Linked DNA regions of Cyprinus carpio: region 2 is linked to region 1. The links are chromatin contacts, called in public Hi-C maps. All regions are on one chromosome and are shown on one strand. The core of a region is the stretch at or near the end of the contact, and the rest is flanking DNA. Distances in the headings are between cores, read along the strand shown.

Region 1 (2,613 bases), core at 61-2,560:
ATTTATTTCTATGGCAATGCAGAATTTTTCCATTTCTCCAGTCTTCAGCGTAACAAGACCTTTCAGAAATCATTATAATATGCTGATTTGCTTTTAAAAAAAGGACAGTATTATAATGAATGTTGAAAACAAGTTGTACTGTTTAATATTTTGTAGAAAGCATTAGACATATTTACAGGATCATTTGATAAAGAGAAAACATAAAAGGGAATTTATTTAAAATAGAATTTCTTTTGTTACAATTTAAATTCCTTTAAAAATCCACACTTGTTAAATAAAAGTATTATTACTATTTTTAATCTTAAAGATGTCAAACTTTTGAATGGTAGTCTAGCAGGATGGATTAGCAGTTAAACTCTAAATGCAATGTGAACACAATGTGCTTTTCCAGCTATGTATGAATAGCTCATGAAACATTTTGTACCTACATTTAGTCCTGTTCACGTCACCCAAACAAATCTTAATACCAGGTATACAAAAGTCAAAATATTGTCAAATATTCAAGGAAGCAGATTTAGTGAAACTGACCCACCTTTATTTTTCTGTTAATCTCTGTTCCATCTGTGAAGCTCACTAGCTCAACAGAGCGTAAAGAACATAGTGAGATTTGCCTAAGTGACATTGTGGGGCATTCAGAGGGGTCAAGAGTCGAGTCTGTGTTTATATACTCATTTAGCTCTATGCCACATGCTCGATTTAATGGGAACGTATCTGACCAGTCAGATGTTAAGTGGTCATTTTTGACCCACAGAACCTTCCCTGTGTTGGTGAGAGAAAGTGTCAGACACCTTTTTCTGACACCTCTCTCCTCTATCTATCTATCTCCCGCCATTCTGAATGCTGTGACGTTTGTACTATTGTTTGCTGGCCTCTGTCAGGTTGCCATGGCAGTGCTTATTTGCCATACTAAATTTCTGATGGTGTTAAGCAGATGCTAACAACTAACAGTTATCATCTCTGTCTGATCAGTAAAACATCTGATTTGAGAGCAAGAGGCCACAATGTCTACATCGTAATCAAATCCCAATCCAGACTTAAGAGGAATTAAGTCATTTGTGTCTTGGTTTAATGTTTGTGTTACTCTTGATTCAGTGAAAGCAGGTGAGTGTGTTTCTATCAGCTCCATCTGTTGCTGTCTGTGGTCATGTCTTTTGGACAGCTCTGAGTGCCTCAGAGTGCTGCTGGTTTTAAAGATCAGAGCTGCTGGAAGTGACACATGACACGGCCAGCGCAGGTGCAGGGGACTTCTGCTTTGTCTGTTATGTGGAGAAACCAGGCTCTTCTCTCGCATATCACCAGTACTCCCCCATGTGGGCAAACGCTGTGCTGCCATTCGGTTACAGTCTTTCTGAGTTTAACATGGCGACTGCTTACATATGAGCCGTTGTTGGCCAAGAACTCTCTCGAACTTTGCTCGTCTGATTATCTTAGGACTGTGACATGCCACTGTTTTGGTAATGCTGTTGAGCTCTTGTTAATTTGTGTTTGCTTGGTTGCTAAATTAATTTATGTCAGTTTTCCCTGAAAGGTTTTCTACATCTTTGAAAGAAAGGATTTTATTTCTTTATTGTTGTAAACAGAAATAAACCAGACTTAGAATAAATAAATGGGTTGTTATTATAAAGTCCAACATGTTTCTATTTCTTATAAAAATACATGTAGTCTTTTAATTAATATAAGGCCAAAAAACTGCATTGAATTTGTCCTTTTAAAAAATTCATTTGTCACTTTGTAGGACTGTAGAATTGTATTGCAAAAATATAAGGTGGCCAGGAAAATTTCTATTCACCTAAAATCTTTATTTTTTTCTTATATATTCATGTAAATTTTAACCAAAACCTTGATGTTTAAAAATAAATGAACACTTTACTTTCTGTCAACCAGCCTAATATGGCTCATACTTCCCAAATATGCCAAATGAAACCGATATCAGTAACACTTATCAACAAGGTTCCATTAGTCAATGTTAGTTAATGTATTAACTGACATGAACAAACAATGAGCAATACATTTATTACAGTATTTATTGAAAATACAGTCCTTCATTGTTGTTCATTAATGTAAAGAAGCACATTTGATTTTAATAATGCATTGGTAAATGTTGAAATTAACATTAACTAAGATTAATAAATGCTGTAGAACTAGGCCTATTGTTCATACTTAATCTTAACTAAAGTAGTTAACTAATGTAAAGTGTTACCAAGGCATCTTTAGCTGAATGCATATTAAAATCACATTTCTCAAATGCATGTTTAGAGTGTGAAATTTATATTTGTTTTGTTGCTAAACATGTTGATTGTGACTTGTGCAAGTTAGTTTGGGCCTTTAATTTGGTATATGGATAAGTGAAATTTCAGTCTACAAGACCATTCAATCATATTTAGACAACTTGTTTTGCAATTTAACTGTATAAGTTTCTATCTACTCCGTGATACCAAAAAACAGACACAGCCTGTGACCTATCTTGGTGATAGTGTTGTGAGACTTGGCTTCTGTTAGGTGACTTTCCTCTGAGCCTCTGAGACAGATAACGTGAAAATGCAGTCAAATGACGTAGTTTGGCTAGATAAGATCTGTGAGCGCTATTGTTGACGTCTCATTGTGGTTACAGTG
Region 2 (2,613 bases), core at 74-2,573, 33 kb before region 1:
TGGCGATTTAGCGCTAATCAGGGAACCGGCTTTACTGACTAGATGCTCATGATTATATCGTTAGATATCGCCCAGCCCTACCAACCCCAAACTTTTAAAATGGCATGCATTGCACGTTAATATAAATTGAAATGTAATAAATGTAATTTTATTTAATAAACTACTCCACATGAACATTACCTAAATCAGTTTTCAAGCTGACTTCGGACGGTGGTTCCGAGTCATTGGTGACATTGATGAGTGTGTAACACACATTCTCCGCGGCTGTCATGATGTCAGCTCTTTCTCTTCAAGAGACTCCACTCAGAATGAATGAGTTTTCCTGAAACACAGGCTGCAACACATCACTAAAAGTTCAAATGAATAGTCAATTATATGATAATGTGACAACTCTCTCGGTACAGTAGTCAACATCTGAAGTGGATCAAAACAGTTCATTAAATTTGTCCTTATACAAGAACACATTTTGGTTTTAGGACAACTTTGATGAAAGGTTTTGATCCACTTCAGATGTTGACTACTACTGTATTGTTTGGTAGTTTTCTGTTCATGCGTATGCATAAAGTGACCAGACCACTAGCTCAAAGCACTACATAAATTGTTAGTTTTCATAACTAAAACCTTGTTATCATTAAAAACACAGGTCGCACCTTTAAATGATTGCCATACCCACGCACCTTGTATTTACGTGTCATTCCAAAGCACTTCAAAGAACACCATGGAACTTCCACAGTATATGTATTACTACGTGAATTTTAGGTGATTTCATGGTAAACTCTGTTAACAAGAATTTTTATATCAGTATCCCGTCAGAAGTCTCAAGGTCTGCGGCCGCACAGGAGTCACTGAAGTAGCAGCTAACGTTTGTTTACCAGCCGTGGCAGAAGACCAATTTGCACCATGTTGTGCAGTTATTATAAATAACAGCGTATTAATATCACCACTGCTGTTTAATAACACATCTTGATAACGGACTTAAGGTTATAGAGTTATATTATTGATTGCGTGATCATTCGACATCACTGCTACAGTAACAGCTAGCACGCTAACAGTTTGCGACCAAACCTAACACAAACCACCAGCTCTTCCGTGCTCGAAGCAGCTCAAAGTAACAATGAATCTGTCTTTTATTTATGTGCTCTTTTGTAAAGCTGCCAATTTATTACCTTTCAAACAGGTATTAGGTCTCTCTCCTCTTCTGTGTGCGCATCCGTGTCTAAAGAAATTCTGATCCTTCCGAGTGACGTGGAACCTGGCTGACTTGGCCACATCAATACTACAGCGAGCCGGAAGGATCAAACCACATGTCGCGTTACGCAAACGCGAAAGTTTGTTGCAGAGTAGACTGGAGTTGTGTATGTGTTTGTGATTATGTTGTGCTTGTTTATACTGGAATATTACACTTAAATTTCCCTGTGGTTTGTTTGCCAACCGGTTTAAAACACCAAAAGAAGAAGAAGAAGAAGAAGAAGAAGAAGAAGAAGAAATTTCCACGTGTTAGTCAAGATGTATAAGGAAAAATAACCCAATCTATTTGTATATTTATTGGTGTGAAAATAGGTTTTTCTAGTTAATCAAAACTAAAACCATAAAATTATATATATATATAATAATTAAGCTAGTTGTAGCTAGTTTTTGTTACCTTATCTTGGCGTACTAAAATAACTGAAATAAAAAATGCTAAAAACTATAGACATATTTAAAATGACTATACCTTTAACTAAAATTGAAACAAAAATGGAAAATAGAAATATTTTTTACAATTGGAATAATATTGTACTATTGAATGTTATATATTATATTCATAATTACAATGCAACATTTTTGAGAAAATTCATATAAATAGTGAATTTAATACAATTTAAGGAGGTTTAAAGAAGAATTTCTTGTATTTTTCTAATACCCATATACCTCTGTTATATGTAATAAATGTATTTATATTTATAATATAATATAATTTATAGCTTATATTTTATTAAAGTACACTGTAAGAATAATATCTGTGGAAAAATGGAAAATGGTGCTGTAAAAATCAATAAAGACCTTCATACCCTCAAATTAACACAGTATTTTTTGACTTTTTTTAGAATGTAGCACATAAACATTTGTTTATGTAAATAATAGCATGGCCTCCTGCTAAACAGCTTTCTACCAGTTCCATAAATGCTTGGAAGATACATTAGTGTACATGATCCTCACATGAGAATGACTGGTGGTTTTATTGACTTGTCTACTCAACCACTTCACTTGTGCAGTTGGAATCATAGAAAAGCTCTTAAGATAGCTATGGGGATTGCTGCACAGATGTCAAGTAAATAAGGTCAATTTCAATGCATTATGGAACCAGCATTAGTCTCCAGCATTTGAGATCATAAATGAACCATAATGCGAGAACCACAATTTCAAACCAATTTTCCAGCCAAGTGCATAAATTGTTCTTGCTCGTCGATATGGAATAAATATATTACATTTTCATAAACTTCTATATCTGGATCTTTTTACAAATGTGAGTCATCTTAAGATCATTAAAAAAAAATTCTTTGTGTTCACGCTTCAAAGGAAAGACCACAACTTCGTTCAGAATACAGGTTCTTTTTACCTAAAGCATTGGCA

Evidence for each region. A called contact is a pair of places that touch in the nucleus more often than the background predicts.
Region 2: a contact with region 1 is called in a Hi-C map of skeletal muscle, with 3 times the contacts expected there. The contact joins the promoter of copb1 here to the enhancer-like site in region 1. A contact is called at or near these places in 6 of 8 Hi-C or Micro-C datasets (liver, red blood cells and skeletal muscle).

What each region holds. Positions count from the first base shown.
Region 1 is chrB7:16,138,193-16,140,805 of ASM1834038v1, reverse strand. The region is part of intron 1 of LOC109094294 (cGMP-inhibited 3',5'-cyclic phosphodiesterase B-like); the gene reads left to right. Among protein-coding and RNA genes, the nearest start is that of LOC109094296, 23 kb to the right of the region's middle. Within about 2 kb of position 1,310, at least 3 of the 8 cell types and tissues checked have an H3K27ac peak or open chromatin away from gene starts, as enhancers often do.
Region 2 is chrB7:16,171,357-16,173,969 of ASM1834038v1, reverse strand. It overlaps copb1 (coatomer subunit beta), which reads right to left and starts at 1,323. Exons shown (of 22, transcript XM_042727537.1): 1 at 1,167-1,323; 2 at 181-322. The coding sequence starts at 271.